Regions from separate parts of the Zea mays genome. Here region 2 is linked to region 1. A link is a contact called in public Hi-C data. All regions are on one chromosome and are shown on one strand. Each heading gives the region's core, a stretch centred on a gene start, on an enhancer-like site or on the middle of the called end of the contact. The rest is flanking DNA. Distances are from core to core; before and after follow the strand shown. Region 1 holds the start of LOC103654613 (pentatricopeptide repeat-containing protein At5g48910). Region 2 holds the start of LOC100381930 (transcription factor LHW).

The links. A called contact is a pair of places that touch in the nucleus more often than the background predicts.
Region 2: a Hi-C map of leaf shows a contact between it and region 1, with 5 times the contacts expected there. The contact joins the promoter of LOC100381930 here to the promoter of LOC103654613 in region 1. A contact is called at or near these places in 8 of 25 Hi-C or Micro-C datasets (bundle sheath, ear, leaf and 1 more).

What each region holds. Positions count from the first base shown.
Region 1 is chr4:219,087,489-219,094,783 of Zm-B73-REFERENCE-NAM-5.0, forward strand. LOC103654613 (pentatricopeptide repeat-containing protein At5g48910) reads left to right here and starts at 3,413. Exons shown (of 1, transcript XM_020552836.2): 1 at 3,413-5,890. The coding sequence starts at 3,577. The coding sequence ends at 4,161.
Region 2 is chr4:219,240,044-219,247,338 of Zm-B73-REFERENCE-NAM-5.0, forward strand. LOC100381930 (transcription factor LHW) reads left to right here and starts at 3,004. Exons shown (of 10, transcript XM_008681465.3): 1 at 3,004-3,694; 2 at 4,051-4,218; 3 at 4,308-4,389; 4 at 5,305-5,346; 5 at 5,431-5,490; 6 at 6,061-7,295. The coding sequence starts at 3,603.

The DNA.
Region 1 (7,295 bases), core at 2,163-4,662:
CGCGGGGAGGGGTTGCGGGTCATGGCAGGTGGTCGAGGAGGGCCCGGAGCGGCGGCTCGACGCCGGCGTGGTTACTCACTTGCAAGCGCAGAGAGGGGGGGAGAAAGGACGAAAGAAGGAGAGAAAAATGAGGAGGATCGGCGGTTCTCACCCACGGTGAAGCTCGGTCGAGGAGCTCGACGAAGAGGATGGCGTCGCTTCGAGCGCGGCAAGCACGCGGACGGTGGCGCTCCTCGGCGAGCTTCAGCGAGGCACGACGAGCGCAGGGAAGGGGAGGTTAGCTGGGCTTTGTTGGGGAATTAGGTGAGCAGGGGGAGGGTTTAGCGCCAAGGGGGGCGGTTTATGCCCTGGCTCGCGGTCGTGGCCACGATCTACGCGGACGTGGGCGCGGTGCGAGCGAGGTGGCAGTTGCGGTGGGGAAGGGAGAGCTGACAGGTGGGCCTGGTCGGGTGCCGCGCGCATTAGGAGGATGGGAGGGGCACACTAACATGTGGAACCCGCTGGTCAGTGGACCCGGGGTCGCGGACGCGCGCGGGCGAGTCACCTGGCGGGCGGGCCCCATTGTGCGGTGGCCGAACGAGGGGGAGAGGTGGGCGCCAACGTGGGCCGGGTGGGCCTAAAGGCCGAGAGGAGGGGAGGGAAAAAGGGTCTGGGCTTCTTTGCCTTGTCTTTTTATTCCTGAATTTCTAATCTTTTTTCTTTTATTTTTCTTCTTTTGAATTCAAGACAAACCAAACCCCAAACACAAATTTGAATATTTCAAACATGTGCATCAATCAAAAACAAAGATTAGGCTCAGCATGGTGCAACATTTGACATCCCCCTAGGGTTTAATCTCCTAAAACATTAATACATCTCCAAAATAAATAATCCTCCCTCTATTAAATGGAAGAGAAAGAAAACTACAGAGAGAAGAAAAGAGGTAACACCTGAATTTGGTAGGTATTAGAGAAGAAATTTTTATCCCAAAATTTAGGGTGTTACACATAGGTATATAGTTTGGGACTTAAAAATCCCTCCTTTAGTCCAATTTTTCCTTTGGTTAGTATCTCAGAATAAAGCTCTTACCCAGGACTATCTAGCAAAATACTGGTAGTTAGGGGATATCTCTTTTTGTTTTGTTTAGAAGATGAATTGATTCACCATTTATGGTTTGACTGCATAGTGGCGAACCAGATTTGGAGGAGAGTGTTTGATAGCTTGCATATTTAGCATATTCAAATATGTGGTTAAGTAATAAAAAAATTCTTGTGCATAACTTGGTGTGTGCTGCAACCATGTGGGAATTGTGAAAACTGTGGAATGCAATCTGTTTTAGCATATAGGATGGAGGAATTTGGAGCTTCTACTTTGGAAGGTGGTGGTAACCGTCGATAACCGGCAAATCCACTGTCTAGCTATAGAGAGAGTGAAATTGGAGAATGATGTGAAGTTGTTGAAGAATACGACAAATGCAATAAGATTGCTTTGGAGATGATCTTCTGCGTGTAAGAGAGCTAGAAAAGAACTTGTGTAGTAGGGCAAAATGAGGTCTAGTTATATGATTTTTTTAGTTCTGGTTGTTCTGTTAGAGAAATGTTTGGCTTAAAGCTTGATATCTGGATGTAAAAAAATTTGATGTAACCAAATGATGTTATTGTTTTTGGCATCACGCCGTTGGTCATGATGCTTGGGAATGAAATGTCCTTGAACTCTAAAAATATTCTTTATTCTTTTTGTCGGGTACCATAATCAGGGGTACCCCCAGTACTCCTAAACATGGCTGAAGAACATCTTTAAAACAAACCATAAAGACTGGAAAGCACAGTTCAAGTCAAGGCCTCGTCTACCAAGAGACGCGGTCCTGTCTCACCCGAGCCCAGCCTCGGGCAAGAACAGTAGTCCCGTACGGATTCACGGCTCGCCCGAGGGTCCCCTCAGGCAGAGGGCGCACCCCCGGCTCGCCCGAGGCAAAACTCGGGTAAACTTTGTTGTATAGCGGCCTCGGCCAAACTGCCTTGCCATCGACCGTATCACGTGCGCATTTAATGCAGGGATCACTTGACACCTTATCCCGACACGCGCACCGCGGTTGGCAAGATCGAAATGACCGCAGTCACTTCACCCTTTCACTGATCGTTATGACAGGATAACGACACTATTCACCCCGTTCCGACCACTGTGCCAACCACCGGGGTAAGACTAACAACAGTAAGTTACTGTCTCTCCCGAGTTCAGCCTCGGGCGCAACAAGGGAGTTCCGCCTTGCCCGACCCAGGCCTCGGCCCTAGCCTCGGCTTCGGGAGGAATCGTCACCACGCCCGACCCAGGCCTCGGAAGGAGGTCTTCGCCTCGCCCGACCTAGGCCTCGGCTTCGGGAGAAATCACCGCCTCGCCCAAGACGGCCTCGGACCGACTACGCGAACAGGGAATATAACACTATCCTACCCATAGCTAGCCACCTCAGGCTATGAAGGAACAAGACCGGTGTCACATCAAATTACTCCAGTAACAGGTAATGATGATTCCCGACATGCGCCCATGACGTCGACTGTCCTCAGCTCTCTACAAAGTCAGAGAAACGTCAGCAGGACACAAACTTCAAGGCCACCTCGACGACCAGGCCTTCAACTCGGCGGAGCCGACCGCGCCGCTACAGGGGTCAGGACCTGGGGCCGCGCCGCTGGCCACGCTTCAACAGGGCTCAAGCACTTCTCCGTCGTCCACGTTAGCGCATAGCTACACCCCCATATGTACAGCTGGGTCACCTCCTTATACCTATAAAAGGAGATGCCCAGGGCCTTCCCAAGGCAAGCTTCGAAAGCTCACCCAGACGGCTCACCCAACATCAACAAAAAACACCTCAGGGCCAACCTCCTCTCCACAACACTAGACCTCTCAAGAGATCTGGGATCCGTTCTCTCTCGCGAAGCTTGTAAACCCTACTATAAGCACCCCGGTGCAAGATAATATAAGCCTCATCCTCTCTCTGCTGGAAGTAGGGCATTCTTAGCCCGAACCAGGATAAACCTTGTGTTTCATTTTGCATCAATCCATCCGGGCAGGGACACGCAACATAAAATTCACTAGTCGGTTAAGGGTCCACTGGGTCCGAAACACCGACACTTTTCCAAATTCTTTCTTGTCACGATTGGTTTATTGTTACATACGCGTTTATTTACACGTGATTGGATTGATTTTTTAAGTAAAAAAGATCAAGAGTTGAGACAACGAGTCGTTGGAAAGTGACTTTTTTTATCAGGTAAAAAATCAATATTAGGACTAGTTTGGAAATTCAAATCCCCTCAGGTATTCCTAGGGATTAAGAGAAAAATTTAAGCTAATTTTCTATTTAATCCCCGGAAATCCTGAAAATGATTTAAGTTTATAAACTGGCCCTTAAAATTGAGTTTTGCAAACTGTTGGACAAGCTATTTGAATTTCAAGCAGCTCCATAGTCTTTTTCATACTATTGCTATTGGTCCAATCCACGGGCCACTAATAGCCCATGGGCCGACCACAACATTTTTAACCCCTTTATCTTTGCGCAAGCAAAACAGGGCAAATGTCCGTGCCAACAGCATCCTGTATCCATCAATGCGGTTGCAGGGGCGCTACGCTGCGTTCCTCCGCCGGGCATCAGCCCTGCCGTCCCTGCCGCTGGTGGCTTCCCTCCACGCCGCCGTGCTCCGCCGCGGAGTCCCCGCCCTCCTCGCGTCGTCCCTCATCCAAGGCTACTCCGCCTGCGGGGACCTCGACTCCGCGCGCGCCCTGTTCGACGAAACGCCCCCAACGCTCTCGTCCCGCACCGCGCTCGCCGGCGCGCTCTCGGCGCACGGCCGGTGCGCGGAGGCTCTGGATCTGCTAAATGTCCCGGAGGCAGGGGTGGACGACAGGGCGGTGACGGTGCTCCTGGCGGCGTGCGCGCGCGCAGGGATGGTGGCCGAGGGGAGGCGCGTGTTCGCGAGGGTACCCCGCCCCGCGCTGCAGCACTACACGTGCATGGTGGAGATGCTGGGGCGCGTCGGGGAGGTGGAGGAGGCCGAGAGACTCGTGGCCGGGATGGAGGCGCGCCCGGACAGGGTCATCTTGGCGGCGCTCCTCACCGCGTGCCGCGTGCACGGCCGGGTTGACGTTGCCGAGCGGGTGGCCGGGCTCATGCGCCGGTATGCCGTTGCGTGAAAACTCGCGGTCTGACTAATGCATCATCAGTTGAAGACTTGAAGCGCAGTTCAGACCTCTGATCTGAAATGATCATCCATCGCCATGCATCTTTTGGGTGGATTGCTTGCTTGGACACGAATCGGACTAAGAAATACTCCATAGATGGCAATGTGGTAGCGTTGCTTGTAAGTGCATTGTATGTTTTCAGTCATTCATGCAGCAAGAGCCCCTCCTGGCTAGTAAAATCAGAAGTCTGTCTGTTGATTCGTTGACTGACTGTGTCTGTTGTGGGTGGCAACGTCTTCAGGTCAGTTCTGGCATTTGCATGGACATTGCGCCTGAATGCAACAAATGCCTCAAACCAATGCCCACGAGGTGTGTATGGAGATTGTAATGCCAATTTTCTTGTCTCAGACTGCAAATTATTATCATATCAATTTGCTGTAGCTAGCAGTGCAGCCATAGAACCTGTGAAACATGGATACTTGGTTACAAAGTTCAACTTTCAGTCAAGTTTTGTGCAACACGGGTCTGATTGAGACTTCCATGAAACCGACCAATTTGTCGTTGCTGTCATGTTTGGGAACTTGTGGTGAAGCATGCTTGGAATTATTAAGGTCTAGAAGCAGCTGAGTTTTCAACGTGTTCCATGGTAGGGAATGTGTTTGCTAACACTGTTGGAAGAATCTTGGTATCCAGATTTATTTGGTACCATACTTCCTAAGTTAACACATATGAAGGATGTCATCTGACTGGAGCTCTTAAGATTCTTCTGATAATTAGGATATGGCTGTGTGTCTGTGACAGAATCCAAAGTTGGGCCTAGGAATTTCAAATAGCAAGTTTGAAACGTGGGCCACACAGTAGCAGGGGTTGCAGATACTGCACGCTCTGCACATATGCTTGGAGTTGACACTAAGCCTGGCCTGTGATTGGAGCACTTCAGACTTCACATCGTTGGGATAAATCACATATGGTGGCTGTAATAGACTTGTAAAAGTTGGTGGGCCAGGGTAGGGTATTTTACAGATTCTGATCCTGGATTCGTGCTGACTGCAGACTAATCGGCTAAGGCCAACAAATTAGCAGGCAGAAGAAACGGATATACGCATAAGCACCAGCATCTTTGCCCTTCCTTGTATCCAATGCAACTCCTACGAAGGGAATTTTCCGTGGCATTTTTCATGTCCAGCAATGATAGATCGACAGTTCCGTGGCTGGCAGTGCGGCTCTCTCCTGTGCCAGTCATTTTTACGCCGATGCTGATCTCTGAAAGGGAGAGGCATCCAGAGGTCAGGTCAGAACAGAGGTTGGCAGCTAGCTGAAGCTTCAAGGCGAGTCCGACCACCGTAGTGGCGTCTGACGTAGAACCTGTCGCCATGCACTTACTTGTACAGGCTACAAGTATAGGCTCGAGGACTGTATCAGATTCGGATCCCCGGTGCCGCAGTGGCGTTCGCATCTTGGCTGTCTGCCAAGAACAGCGCACGGCAATAATGGCTGTTGCTTTCGGTCTTTTACTTGGAGTCTAGGGCACCACTGCCGAGCGTGCAAGGTTCCAACTCAGGTGACGTGCCGAACTCCAATTAGGGACTTGGCTCTATGCTAATCTGCTTGTACATGCGGAACATGCCAAGATATGTAACTTCTTTGTCTTGCTGTGAATATGTGATAGGTCAGAGTTATTCTACGCTGATATTTTCTGCCAAATTTTAGAGAAAGAATGCTGAATTCTCTTTTTACAATATATACATGGAGGTAAACGGATACTTATTCGAATATCAGTTTTTTTACTTTTTTTTCTTTAATTATAAATAATTAGAATGTAGAGCAGGAAGAGAATGGAAGAGGCGGACATGCCTATTCGTTGCCGGAGAAGAACACGACGAAGACCTGGGCATCTAGAGGCGACATAGATAGTATACCGCTAGATATATAGGGAGAGAGCACGCAAACGGAAAAAAGAAGTTCAGCCGGAGCAGCTCCAAACCGAGAGCCACCCGCACCAGGCGTCAATCTGAGAAGGGCGAGAGAATGTGAGTGTCTTCCCAGCCCTAGACCCGCCGAAGCGACACAACAACACCACCAACTCCGTAGCATATGCCGACTGCTGCCACTAGGGATGAAAACGGGACGGGTACCCGGAACGGGTATCGGATACGGGTACCAAAACGGGATGTAATTTCGGATACGGATACGAGTATTTTGTTTGTCGGGACGGATACGGGTATTACCCGGATATTGAACCTCGGATACGGGTAGGATACGGAATCACTAATACCCGGTCGGTACCCGGAAATCCCGGGTCGGATACGGGTACCCGGAATTCGGGTACCCGTTTTTTCTTTTTCTGCATAATATAGTTATAAAATCATAACTTTTACATATGAAATCGGATGAAAATAAAGTTTATATGAAAATTGTAGAGCTTGAAGAGATCTACGACTTTGTAATACATCAATTTTTTGTTTAGATAGTATTTTAATGATTTAATTGTATTTTGATGATTTTCTATGACAAGAAATTAATAATACATAAATAGCCTAAAAAAATCGTGAAATTTTACGGAGATACAACATATGTCCATATGTAACCATAAAAAATGTTTGGATCATAAGATCTATAAGATGTCCACGTTTCTTTCCTTTCACTTTCACTTATTTGTATGAGTTACATGTGAAATTAGTGTAAGTATCCAAGTTTCAACATAATCAGTACTACGCTTTATCATTTTCATACGAGGACTTGAGTTATCTTCATATAAAATGTTTATTAGTTTTTGTAACTTATTTGCAATTTTTTAGTGAAACTAGAATATTTTATGAATTTTAAATATTGCGGTGTTGGTACTACAATGTCTTTGTGATAAGCAACTTTGAACTGCATGATGTTAATTTTTACCGGTTTCCTTTTTTACATCTGATCTATCTACATGATTATGTATTGCTTAACTTATGGATGGTTGGACAATGAATATCATCGGATGAACTACCCAACAATTATCCGGTACGTACCCGAGTAGTATCCGTTATCCGTTTCTTACCCGTCCGGATTATTACCCGGTCCCGTCCTGTATCCGTCCCGAATGTTAACTACCCGTATCCGGTCCCGTATCCGAGAGAAATACATTAGGGTAGGATACGGGATGACCC
Region 2 (7,295 bases), core at 1,754-4,253, 150 kb after region 1:
ATCTTGAAATAAAGTGGCGGCATATATATTTTTTTTGCGTGTGTGTGTCCATAGAGCTTTTTAGGTATGTGACTAAACATCGAAGCAACACACAAAAAAAAACTGGGTTGCTTTCAAACATGACTTAAACAGCGAAGCAACGTAAAAAAAGATTCAAGCTGCTGGGACATAACATGTGTTGGACTGGTCAAGGAACACAGCAACAATTAGGATATAACATCATATCATACCTGAAAGGGATACATCTGCATTTGCTCCCTTTAGTTAAAGGATTAGATGACATGAGCAGAACTAATCTCTTCTCCACAACCATTACCTAGCATAGTGGGTATACAAGCAAGGAGGGAGGGAGAGAAAGGACATTTCAGCGGCAGATGGGGACCAAACGGAAAGTGAGCAAGATCAAACGACAAAGATCTGGTTTAGCAAAAGCTGGATTCTAGTGGTAAAAGCATGGATTGACGTGTGCGTGTCGCCAGTTTGATTGCTCTGCTAGCTAGTCAAGGGTCTCTAACCGCTGCAAGCATTAAGTCCAGCGAGATAAAAGTGGATAACTTAGAGCAAATCCAAAAAATTAGATAAAAAGATTAGCTAAATTTAATGATTTAGCTACTCTCTAAAATAGATTTTAGAGAAAAAATATAGGCTAATCCAACAGACTCAGTAAAACATACGGACTGAATAGAGAGTGAAGCAAACTATCTAAAAATGGAGAGCGAACGTAGAGGGATAGAGAGCCACTAAATTTGAAGAGTCATTTACAGAGTCTATTGAATACACCTTTCTTCTAATATTAGCTAAATTTACCTTTATAATACTTATTCTCTTGGTGTTGCTCTTAGACCCTGTTTAGAAGCACCCATTTTTTAACAAACTGGTTTATATATAGAAATTGAGGTGGTTTCAAACATACCAATTTATGAATCAGTTTATAGAAATTAGATTCTTAGTTTCTTAAATATAAAAAGCTAGCCTCTCTTGACTAAAAGATAAAAAGAACTGAGTTGCTTCCAAACATAGTCTTAGTTTAATCATCAGGAAAAGTGCTGGTCTCGAACTGGAATGCAGAAATCCCTGAAACACATAGATCGATTTAAATGGAAGAAAGCTATCATTATATTGTAATTAACCTCTGGCCATATTTATTAGGTTCTAATCAAATGATCACCATGCATAGCCTCAATTACTCGCTAAATGGAGTACAACTTTGCTGGAAAAAGTCTCCAATCTAGCTAGCTAGCACAGGCGCAGCATTGGCCGTCTGAATGGCTTATCTATACACTTTATTACTTTCCCTCGCGCCCTTTATGCAAGGAAAACTATACTATACTACAGTATTTTATTTGTTAAAAATCTAAACTGTCCCCCCCCCCCCCCACCCCACCCCACCCGAGCCCCTCAAAAGCATACACGACCGCATGATTTGCACTCCAAGAAGGCCTTTTTCTGAAGGTCCATGTAACCATCATTGCTAATGCTCCACGGTATGATCAGGGTGTAGGCCAGGACGCGTACAAGTATGCAGCAACTAGCAATACTCTAGTTTTCTGCTCCTGACACATGTCATATATTCCCAATTGCGCTGCTCCTTTTCTTTTCTTCTTTATATTATCCAGGTATTTGTCTTGTTTGGAGCAATGCAACTTTTGGCAGTTGTGTACTACTACTGGTACTATAATAAAGCTTTGGTGACAGGTGGAAATTAAAATGACAAATAGCATTGCAGATAAATTAACGTGACGTTTGGTTCCCTATGGATTTAATTTTGATAAGTTCCATACCGCATAAAAACTAATACAAATCTCATTATCAGCTTAAGTTAAGCCCCCCCCCCTTTTGGCAACAATATTTTTTATGACCATGGTTTTATAAAATATTATACTTACAATTGCTATGCCAATACTGTAGTTTTTGTCATCTCCCAAATACCATGGTTTTTGAGAAACGATGTTTGGATACAGCGTTGTAAACCATGGTATTATTGTGCAAAAGCTAGCCATGCCATAAAAACTTTATGTTGGAGTGAAGTTTTTTTTCAATACTCCAAAAATATCATGATAGCTAGAATACCATGGATTTGGAAATATAGTTTCATGAATTTATTCTTATGACACAAAATATTATGGTATCACTAAAAACGACGATTTTGTCTAGAAACTATAAAGATGCTTTACTTCCAAACAGACCTAGAGATTGTGAGGGCCTGGCACAATATCGAATACAAAAATTTAGGAGTTGTTTAGGTAATTATGAGATTCTAGAATAAGGCATGAACCCTAAATCAGCAACGACGACGACAGCGATCTTGTTTTTCCGGCCGTGTTTATTCTTGTTTGTTTACTGCTACGGTGATACTGGTGCCTTGGGTTAATGTAAAGACAAAAGGATGGCAAAAAGTGAAAGTAGCTAATATGCAACCGGCGTGTGGCAACTCCAAAATCTAGGACGAATAAGTGCGCAACTGTTAATTTATGGACTCCTCATAAACAAAGGCATCTTTTGGTCTAGAAATGATTAAATTTATGGACTCTACTTAATGATTATTTGTCAAACTAGTCCATCAAGCCGTGTTCTTCTTATAGGACCAATAATTTTAAGAGACATACTTTACAAGTTTGTGAAAAAAAATCGGTACCACTACCTTTGTTCTTAAATATTTGTTGCACCTTAGTTTATTTTTAACTAAACTACGACAAATAAAAAAACGGAGAGGCAGTATAATTTAAATTGTTTAGGATATCATTTAGAAACTCTATTTTACTTTAAAACATTATGATAACTCTTTTACCTGTGAAACAAGAGACATTTTAATGTATAGCCATGTGCCCGGAGCCCGGAGACAAAAAAAAAGACTGGTCATCACAACATGGATTTGGTACAAATAAAACTATAAAGCATCATCTAAAGTAATTCTCCATTTTGCCCTTTGTGGAAGGAATGATGGCTGTCTCGGGAGCCGCGAAGGCAAGGGAAAAAAAAAAGAGGGAAAAGGAAAAGGAAGGCAAGTAAACAAAGCAGCAATGCGGACGAAAGCGAGCGAGACACACACAACACAACAGTGACGCTAGCTCTCAAGCAAATAGAGGCAGCAGAGCAGACCATAGAGAGTGGAGATCAGCCAGCAGCAGCAGCAGCAAGGCTGAGCCGCCGCCCCCACGAGTGGAGTGGAGGCAGCAGCCAGCGACAAGGCTGAATCCGGGAGGTCCGCGCGCCGCAGCCGTGGCTGCCATCGCAGGCGCCGCCGCCGCCGCCGCTTGTGAGAGGCGCTCGTCTTGTATTCACGAGGAGGGCGACGACACCCCCTCGGCAAAGGAGCTGGCCACTGGCCCCGCCCTGTGATGGCTGCTGCCCGTGCCCCGGCGGCGAGGGGACGCGTAGGTGCTCCGGAGGCGGCAGCTGCGTGGAGGGGCGGCGGTCTCCGCGCGAAGCAGGCCGGGCGCGCCAGCTGCCGCGGCGCGTAGACCGAGCGACTGGACGCCGTCTCTCTCTCTCTCTCTCTCGCAATCCGAGTCGGGGGCTCGGGGCTAGGGTTTTGGCGCTGAGGGCGCCGGGGTTCTAGCGGAGCGGCTGGAGGAAGAGGGGAGGGGGCGGGGGGCACGGAGATGGCGGTCGGGGACGCGCTGCGACGGCTGTGCGAGGAGATCGGGTGGTCCTACGCCGTCTTCTGGAAGGCCATCGGTGCTGCAGACCCCGTGTAAGCTGCCGCCTCCACTGTTTCCTCAGATTTTCTTTGGTTTTTTTGTGTTCGAGCTCGTCCTCCCGCTGAATCTTACAAAAAATCTAAGACTTCTGCCATTGTGCTCATTTTTCTTCGCTGGTATCCTGCTCGTTCTCGTAACAAAAGTTATTTTTTGGTCTTTGTGCTCATTCAACCATTCTTTTTCCAACCGTCAAGTTTTCGTTGCTAATCTGTTCTGAAAATTCGCTCGAAGTTTCGAAGATGGGAATATCTGAGCTAAAAAAGCCGAACAATTTCCTCCAAATTTCATACTCCTCATCGCCTCATGGTTATGGTTCCTCTGTCTCATTTCCCCCCCTGGAAATGCACAGGCATTTGGTGCAGGAGGACGGCTACTGTGGCCACACGTCATGTCCTGTCGGATCTGAGCCTTCCGAATCTCTGCCCAGCGACGCCGGGTGCTCTGTTCCTGCTGCTAACACCATCTGCTCGCTTGTTCACAGCGTTATGGCGTCGCAGGTCCATGTCGTCGGACAAGGGTAAGCAAAAGCAGCCGCAGCGATTTCTTGGTTTGGCCATCGTCTCTCTTGTTTAGAACGCGATGCGCCTGTGTTTTTTGTTTTGGCAGGACCGTAGGCCGTGCTGCGTTCAGTGGCAACCACCAATGGATCGTCCGCGGTACCGCCAATGGTCACGGGCTCTCCTCCGAGGTACGGCCAGTACTGCTGAGTGCTGAGTGCTTCTCCTCTTCTGAGAATTCTCCAGCGAAATAAATGCGAACCCAATTTCAGTTTTGTCTGGTTCCATTGTGCTGCTGCCACCTCATTTAAAGCACTGTGGGTATAGCCTTCTTCAGTCCTTCAACTTTTGTCAGCTAGCGAGCTGCTTTAATTCTGGTCCGCTCACACTAGACCAAAAATAGTGGCAAGTGACGCAAGCATCTGTTCTAAATATATCTCCAAATAAGCTTATCCTAAAAATATATCCAAAGATCTATCTTATTGTATTACATATAAACTATGAATATTAATATTTTCTAATACTCCCTCCATCCCAAAATAGTAGTTGTTTTAGCTCTAGATTTTTATGTCTACGTTCATATGGATGATTATTAATATAGACATATATATAGAACATACATTGATTATTGTATGAATCCGATAAAAAGGTAAAACGAATTTTAATTTGGGACGGAGGGAGTATATGGGGGTGTTTGGTTTTAGAGACTAATTTTTAGTCCCTCTAATTTATTCCACTTTAGTCACTAAATTGTGAAATATGGAAACTAAAATAGAGTTATAGTTTCCATATTTTGCAATTTATAGACTAAAGTGGAATAAAATAGAGGGACTAAAAATTAGTCCCTAGTAACCAAACACTACCTATATTTAGCTAAAGTTAAAAATGGTTGGCTCTTCAAAAAGAACATTAACTATTTTGAGATTGAGGGAGTATGAATGCGAAAAAAAATAAGAGGGTGAAGATCTTACACCATGTTTGTCTTTTGACTAAACCAAGTCGCTTTTGTAAACATCTTGATCTTTTAACTATCTTCTGTCCAATTGGGTTTTGTGTTTACGTAACCTGGTTGTCAAGATTTTACACTAAGTTTTCCAATTTTATAGGTTGCTGCGGAGATGAACAATCAGTTCAGAGTTGGCATTCAGGTGGGTTGGACTGAGAATTGGAAATGTTAAAAAGTATATAGTCACCATTTGCTTCTGGACCTCATTCTAAACTTCTTGCTGCAGACAATTGCGATCATTCCTGTGCTGCCACGGGGTGTCCTGCAGTTAGGCTCTGCTGGTTTGGTAAGGCCTCACAGTTCCAGATCATGCTACAAAAGTAGAGAATTTTTTGAAGTATTCGTCAGAGTTGTTGAACACTATCAGTTGAAATTTCTAATTTTCTATAAAAAGAACATTACTATCACACAAGGCTCTAGAAAAATAATTCTCCATCTGTGGATGGCTATGGAAGGTGGAAAAGAAAACAGTAGTGCATTGCTAAATGAGTATATGCCATTCAAAATTTTGGATATGTAAATTACAAAGCATGATGTTTCAGCCACGCTGCTCCAAATCTGAAGACCTATCTTTACCCTACTATAAATTTCAGAATGTCCATTGATTTCGTGGTAAAATGTCATCTATGCCTCCACAGTCTGGTATCCTCGTTCATGATTGAACATCTAGACACCTTGGCACATAAAAATTCCCCACTATATAGTGAATCCTTTTTTGTGCTTAGTGTTGGAAATTGTTGTGAAGAACAGAAAAGATCGTGAAATCATTGTTTAACTTCACTGTGATGGTTAGTAGTAGGGTTTTGCATGCTCTCTAAATATTTGGAAATTGAAATAATCGGTTGATTTTTGGCAGGTTATGGAAAACATAAATTTTGTGATGTTTGCAAAGAAGTTGTGTTCTCAGCTAAACAACCGTTCAAGCATGGCTGCATCTGCTTCGGCTAAAAACGCTTTAAGTCAGCATGGCCAGTCACGTCCTGATACTGCAACTGTGTCAACTAGGACACCACCAAATGCATTGCTGAATGCATCTTTGCTTAAGGTTGCACAACAGAGTGGTCACCCTGTTAGAGAGCACGTTGTCTATGCTGAGCCTGACCTTAGGTTTAGACAACAAGCATCCTTCTGCGAGAACCAATTTGGAAGTAATTTACAGAGTGTTGTTATGAACTCAAGTTTGACCTCCCCAAGCTTGGCATCAGTTAAAAAGCAGCCACTCTTGATGAACAGCATTGGGCAGTTACAGTTCAGTAATTATGTGCATTCATCGGCAGATTTGGCAAGAGATGTCATATTAAAATCCCTTGTGCGCCAGGACTCTTCTGTCTGCGAAACTACAAACATGAATATGCATCGTGGAAGATATATGGTATCCAATGATATAAATGGTTCTGGGGATTTTGATTTTCTCCCTGTAGGTGCCAAAGCAAGCAGAGCCAACTTATCAACCAGTGTGTCGAGTCAAATATTGGACCACACAACAAGAACACTGCAGCAAAAACAGTCTCTTGTCCCATTCAAAGTCACCCAATCTTCTGAATTCAATAAGAAAATGGAGAACCCTGAAAATGGATCATTTCAAACCCCTTCAGTTCCAACTTCTGAATCTGGTGGTCAGGTTTCTAACAGTTTCAACATGGACCAAGAGAATCAATTGATTATGTCAAACAATGTACGGCAAGTTCAAAAGATTAATAGATTTAGTGATCCAAGTGCTAATGTAAGCACTCAGAGAATGAAGAACAGGGATGTATGCGAGTCGGGAATGCCCATTGAGAGAGGTTCCTCGTTGCTAGTGGAGCCTGGTGCAGATAATGACTTGTTTGATATGCTTGGTTCTGAATTTCATCAGTTCTCCCACAACGTTGGGTCTGATTTGGTCACCTGGAGTGGTACAGAGTCTCAGAATTCAGATAGAGATGGCCCTGAATCATCAATATATCTCAATAGCTCACCCCTTTTCAGTTCGTTAGACAACGAGCTTCACTATTCTGGTATCTTATCACTAACTGATACTGATCAACTATTGGATGCTGTCATCTCAAATGTCAATCCAAGTAGTAAACAGTGTCCTGATGATAGTGCTTC